2 separate regions of the Mus musculus genome follow, and region 1 is linked to region 2. A link is a contact called in public Hi-C data. All regions are on one chromosome and are shown on one strand. The core of a region is the stretch at or near the end of the contact, and the rest is flanking DNA. Distances in the headings are between cores, read along the strand shown. Region 1 has its middle 400 kb from the start of Rps6ka3. Region 2 has its middle 500 kb from the start of Cnksr2.

Region 1 (3,258 bases), core at 686-3,185, 310 kb after region 2:
ATGTATTCCCTCCCAACACTAAAAGTAACACTGAAGTTGGCATAATAAGTATTGATTAGTTCTGAATTTTTAACCTGTCAAAATTTTTACATATTCATAAGTATCCAAAAAAGACTTATACACCAAATCATCTTTAAGTTCTTTAATTGAATGAACATTAAGTAATTCATTCATACCCCCCCAAAACTGCCTTTTAAAGACAAGCATTAATTCATTCTTATTTTCCCAATTCCAAATCATAAAACCTATATACAGTGTTGTTAAAAATAAAACACAAACACCTTAATTAGGATCACATTTGCAAATCTCCCTGTTGATTTTCCATTCAAGGACTTTGTGAAATATTTTTAGTGCTGTACAAAATGAAAGGAACTGGAACGCTAATTAGCATGAATCCTGCTTTTCTCTAGGTTAAACATGAGGTGGCTTGTTTTAAAGCAACGTAAAAGACAGCCATACTGTTGTGAAGGCTATCTTTCTGAAATGATGCTGTTGCAGAAAATTGTTTTATGCAGTAACCACAAAAGAGTGGTACCTAGGGGAAAGTATCACATCTTTTGAAAAAAAAATTAAAATGAACTAATCTCAGTTTGTTCAAAGATCATAAGCACTGGAATTATAATGGTGTAACCTTCACATTTGAAACATGTAAATATTCCATAAAACAGAATTAAATATAATAACAGTTCTGAAAATATTTAAAGTAAAAGGGCACAAAGGAATATAAGTATGTATCTAGTTGTTCTCTACACTGAACAGGCAGGAATTCTTCCAGGTTACTTTATGACGTGATAATTATAGCTATGTCTCAGGCTTCGGATTAGATATACTTATACTGAAAAGTATCCATTAGTTATCCAAATGTCCAGATTTACTGGGTGTCCTTTGTTAGCTAGATAAGCTAAAGAGTTCACAGAACATTTGTCTCATTCTTGTAACTTCCCATGAGTAGTAATCATTTTTAAACAACCTTTAAGTGAAAGAATAGAGTTGGATTCAGACCATCTGAAACTATCTAGAGTTGAGGGTAAGTATTAAAAAACAAAATAAAACATTTCATGAGGTAAAGCCTCATGTATCCTATGTTGGTCTTGAACTTGCTTTGATTCTCCCACCTCCACCTCCCAGGTATTCAAATTACAAACCTGTGCCAGGGCATCTGGTTTTAGGCAGTGCTGGGGGCTTCTTGCAAACCACAAATGCATTCTTCCAACTGAGCGACAAGTCTAGCTATGTATATTTGTCAAAAGATAGAGTCAAAGAGGCAATAGTACCGGGATAAGACATAACATAAAATCACTTAAGGACAGCTGAGCCAAAGACTTAAAAATAAAACTATTCCTTAAAGCTGGGTTGTGGTTTTGCTAATTCACAGGAGACGAGAGAGATGAGACTGGAAGCCATTTCTATGCCCATGGTGCTGCACTGACAACAAAGAGATTATTTAAATCCAGTGCAAAGATATTTGTATTTAGGTTCTGCCTTGTACTGTTATTAAATGTATGACTTGGTCATTTTCTTTTCCTTTAGAAACATCTTTCTGCAGACCTGAAACTGCATGAAAGACAGTAGAATTAAATGTGAAAGTTGGGAAACAGCAGAAACAAGTCATAGAGAAACAAATGTCATTCTTTTACCATTGATCTATTTTTTTTCTTCCATTGAAGCATTGTTTTTAAAGAATATCAAGCTGTTTACTCTTGAGTCATTTCAACACGAACCTGAAGCGGATAAGAAAGGAAAATAGCAGGGTGAGCAGTCCTTCCAAATCTCACTCACATTCTCAGTTTAGGGGGAGTGGACTTGAAGAATTAACTTTCTTCTCTGGGGGAGGGAATTAAGGTAAGAGGGAGAGAGTACTATGAGAGTGAGCAAAAATATCACAGCAGCAGAACACATGGTGAGTGGGCAGAGTGGGAGAACACTACAGAAATGGATATGCATGACCTCACCATGAGCATCCCTAAAATAGCCTGGAGAGATGGGAGGATTGACAGCTTACTCAACACTGTGTGTCCAGATGCACAGAGCAGACCAACAGCTCAATAATCATTCCTTGCCTGTCAGTTTTGTTGAAGACCAGTGCTTAAAACCCAAGATAGTTTTGTTCAGAGAACCAAGTATATGCTTTTAAAGTGTATTTTTCCACTTAGCAACATGCCTGAAGCAGATTTCTTTTCTTGAAGCCAACAGTCATATCCCATATGTGATATATGGATAGTACTTTGCAGAAAACTACCAGCTAAGGAAAGGAATTTAGGGTTTTCATGATGAACATTGTAGATTAGAGATTTACAGATCAAATAATGCATGCCTCACTTTTGACAAGCTTATTTTCAATTTGGAGGGAAGACAAAAAATTCACAGAAAGTTGCAAATTTCATTTAAAAGCTTTGAAGGGTTGAAAATTGCCATCTTTCAAAACACTTGTTCCACACTTTCAGATTTGCAGAGATTTTCTAGTCTACCATTTCATCCATACAATAGCTCTCTGAGGAGGAGCTTTAAGGAATTCAACATTGAGGATGCAAGCAAATACCATCTCAGCAGTGGGACTCATGAAGCCCTACTTCTAACTAAGGAACTACTAGCACTTGATAGCTGCAAGGGGAGAAAGATCCTTCTTTGAAAGTGTAGCCACTGGCAGTTGCTGATGCTCCTATGAAATGTTCCCCACCCATGCACATATGGACAGCACTAAATTAACTGAATTTAATAACAATGAAAAGAATAATAATAATATTACATGAAGCTTGGAGGTAGACATGAGGAGGGCAGGTCTAGGGGAAGTGGGAGGGATGAAATGGCAGGTGACTATGAACATGTTTTATTTTACTATGTACATATGTATTATGAAATCATCAAAGAATTAAAAGGAACTTCTTAAGAACTACTTCAATTCCACATCACACCAGTCAGAATGGCTAAGATCTAAAATTCAGGTGACAGCAGATGCAGGGAGGATGTGGAGAAAGAGGAACACTCCTCCATTGTTGGTGGGATTGCAAGCTTGTACAACCACTCTGGAAATTAGTCTGGCAGTTCCTCAGAAAATTGGACATGGTACTACTGGAGGATCCCGCAATATTTCTCCTGGGCATATATCCAGAAGATGTTCCAACCAGTAAGAAGGACACATGCTCCACTATGTTCATAGCAGCCTTACTTATAATAGCCAGAAGCTGAAAAGAACCCAGATGCCCCTCAACAGAGGAATAGATACAGAAAATGTGGTACATTTACACAATGGAGTACTAC
Region 2 (3,517 bases), core at 977-3,476:
TGTCACTGAGTCTCTACTATGTCCAGTCACATCTTTTGGGTCACTCAGCAATAGCTATGCTTTTTTTTTTTTTTTTTTGGCTATCACAATGGAAAAGTGCTACTGGCATCCAATTAATAGAGACCATAAATGCAACTAAACATCATACAATGCACAGGATAGCCCCTTCTCCACATGAATGAATTACCTAGTCTTGAGCCTCAGTTAAGTAGCCCTGCTCTACATTTTGATGAGGTCACCACACCCTTCTCAACAAGCCAGTTATCTATCATTCTCCAAATGAATTGTCCTTCCATTTTCCTCTCTAACTGTCCTACTTTTATAAATAATGAACAAAATGATTTTTATTTTTGGCTTCCTATAACAAAATGAAAATATGTAGAGATATGGCTTGTTTCCCAGCCTCTATGCAACCCCCATCAGTTCACAGCTGTCACACACTTGCGAACTCCATAGGAAAGTAGGAGCTTTGTTTTCTTGTTTGTCTCTGTATCCTCAGATGATAGAATAATACCTGGTACATATGAGTAATTGACAATATTTGTTGAGTGAATAATTCCGTCTTATAAACTATAGGGAGGAGCAGAACCTGGGGCATTTGGGAGCACCTTCCCCATTTTAATTGACCAGAAATTCCTCAAATCTTTTAACTATTGCCCAGGCAAGGAAACCTGGTTTGTTGGTCCTATGAAAAATCTCTACATTTCAAATGGTGCTAGATAACTTTTTTTAACCTGCACAGGGGCTTGGAGAGATGGTTTGGAGGAAGAGAATACTTCCTGCTTGTCCCATGGGCCTGTGTTCAGTTCACAGAATCCACATGATGGCTCATCGCCATTCAATACCCCAGTTCAAGGTGATATTTCACCCTCTTCTAGCATCCATGGACACCAGGCACACAAGGCATGCACATATGTACACACAGACAAAACATTCAAATGTAAAAATTAAAAATAAATAAATCTTTCTAGAGATATAAAAAGACCCAAAACACTGTATAACCAGCACTGTCTAACATGTTAAAACCGGACAACATACACCTATCAGTCTCATTTGACTCCAGGTCTCATGTAATATGTCAATATTTTTTATATTAGCATTGGTCATCACTGGGCTTTTACTGTGTCAGGCATGAGGTAAGTAAATTTTCATGGTACCTCAATAGCTTAAAACAATACATTGAACTTTATCTCATAATTAGAGTTGACAAGAGAATTTCTAGATGTCCTTGGCTACAGTCAACTTTCAGTCAGCTATGTGTTTATTCTCCAGTAGGTTTTCTGGCTCTAGATGTGTGGGGCTAGTGAGACATAAACTTGCCTTCTTTCAGGAGGCTAAGTTGAGCTAGTTTTAGTGGCAACAATAGTCCAAGGGGTCCGAAACAGAAGTGCAGGTCCTCTTGAGGTCCAAATGCAAAATATTTCAACTGTGCATGACAGCCTTCCAACTGTCCAAAGCAAATAAAAAATTGAGCAGACCAAGGGTCTTGCTATATGCCTAGAGTTTGAGCCAATGGTAACTGCAGTCCTGCCTGAATTTCAGAAGGTTGTTCGTCCTGGATTCCTCTTTGCTACATCTCAGATGTCTGCTAGCTCCCTTTTCCTCCATGGTTATCATATCAGGCAGGGAATACCAACTGCTGGCTCTTAGCCACCTTACAGCTATGGAGTTTACTTATCAGAGTACTTTTTTCTAGCAAGTGTCCCACTGGACAATAGGCAAATCTAGATATAATGCTTTGTCTCAAACCCTCACTGTATTTCAACTTCCATTGTTAAGCAGGCATTACACAATTCTGCTCAAAACAAAGCCAAATTGAGCTTCCTTGGGAAAGCTTGGATGGGGGATGTCTATAAAATATCTCTAAATGGGGCTACAATCTACTGCCTAGAAACATGAACATTGTCTAATTCTTCATTTATAAGCACTGTGAAAGACCTATCCCATCATTAGTCTATGTATTCCAGAAGCTGCAAATCCCAAACGTCCTTAAAGGTTGCAAGCATATTTGCTGAAAGACTAAGGAACTGGCTTCATGAGTTCCAGATTGCTGAATGCTAGCCCTACATATGTTGCAAAAGCATGACTGGTTTGCAAACTGTTGGGGACAAATCCCTTGTTTTCCTTCTGGCTTGGTTTTGAATAGAGAGTAGGATGCTAGGCGGGACGGAGTGGGTGTAGAGCTAGAACAGGCATTGTTGTGCAGGGCTCTGGATGCCCCTGCACGAAGTCTGAAACAAAAAGCAAAGATTCATTTGGCAAACAGCTTTTAGGATGAGTCATGTGAGGGAAGTAGGGCTGGGTGTCCACTCTTTGTGCTTTCTGGGGATCATGGAAATATTTAAATTGTTGGGGAAATAGAGTGGGTAGGAAGCAAGTAGAAAAGGTAAGAGAGGGGGGAGGGAGGGCTCGAGAAGGGGAGGGAGGGAGGGAGAGAGGGAGGGAAGGAGGGAAGGAGGGAGGGAAAGAGGGAGGGAAGGGGAGAGAGAAAGGTAAAGGGAGAGAGAGGGAAAAGGATAGAGGGGGAAGGGAGAGAGAGAGAGAGAGAGAGAGAGAGAGACTTTCCTAACTTTAAAGGAAGAAATAACAAGCTCCTCGCTTTGTTTAAAAGTATAAATTGTAACAAGAGAAATGGCCTTCTCTGATTATAGAAAGCTCTTAAAATTCTGGTGGTTTGAAAGGTTTAAGAGGCTTTAATTGAGCTGTGCATGGTTTTAGACATCTATAATCTCAGCTTTCAGGAAGATGAGGTAGGAGAATCACAAGTTCAAGATCAGTTTAAGCTATAGAGAGACCCTATCTCAATTTTTGAAGAAAGAAAAGACAAAGGAACAGAAGAAATTGGACACTCCAATTCAGGGTTTCTCTTCTAACAAAGTATCTGATTCAGTTTGCTTTAATACATTTAAGTTGCTGAGAATTTTTAATTCATTTATAGTGAGCATATATAACAGAGATCCAGTACTAGACCCTATGTTTCAGATTATATTTTCAATATTTAATACATTCAATCAAAAGAAAGAAAGTACAACATAGTTCCATGGCAGCTTCTTTTTTTTCTTTTTTTTTCTTTTCTTTTCTTTTCTTTTCTTTTCTTTTCTTTTCTTTTCTTTTCTTTTCTTTTCCCTTCCTTCCTTCCTTCCTTCCTTCCTTCCTTCCTTCCTTCCTTCCTTCTTTTTTCAATTTTTTATTAGATATTTTCTTCCTTTACATTTCAAATGCTATCCTGAAAGTCCCCTATGCCCTCCCCACACCTTGCTCCCCTACCCTCCCACTCCCACTTCTTGGCCCTGGCGTTCCCCTGTACTGGGGCATATAAAGTTTACAATACCAAGGGGCCTCTCTTCCCAATGATGGCCCACTAAGCCATCTTCTGCTACATATGCAGCTAGAGTCACGCTCTGGGGGTACTGGTTAGTTCATATTGTTGTTCCTCCTATAGGGTTGCAGACCCCTTCAGCTCCTTGGGTACTTTCTCTAGGTCCTTCTTTAGGGGCCCTGTGTTCCAGCCAATAGA

The links. Hi-C and Micro-C count contacts between places; a contact is called where the count stands out from the background.
Region 1: a Hi-C map of ventral hippocampal neurons shows a contact between it and region 2, with 1.8 times the contacts expected there. The contact joins two enhancer-like sites. A contact is called at or near these places in 1 of 39 promoter capture datasets (hippocampal neurons) and 3 of 484 Hi-C or Micro-C datasets (cerebral cortex and ventral hippocampal neurons).

The regions. Positions count from the first base shown.
Region 1 is chrX:158,850,561-158,853,818 of GRCm38.p6, forward strand. No RefSeq gene overlaps it. Among named protein-coding and RNA genes, the nearest start is that of Rps6ka3, 400 kb to the right of the region's middle. Within about 2 kb of position 1,936, at least 11 of the 459 cell types and tissues checked have an H3K27ac peak or open chromatin away from gene starts, as enhancers often do. A contact at or near this core is called in ventral hippocampal neurons, where this site is marked.
Region 2 is chrX:158,542,070-158,545,586 of GRCm38.p6, forward strand. No RefSeq gene overlaps it. Among named protein-coding and RNA genes, the nearest start is that of Cnksr2, 500 kb to the left of the region's middle. Within about 2 kb of position 2,227, at least 7 of the 459 cell types and tissues checked have an H3K27ac peak or open chromatin away from gene starts, as enhancers often do. A contact at or near this core is called in ventral hippocampal neurons, where this site is marked.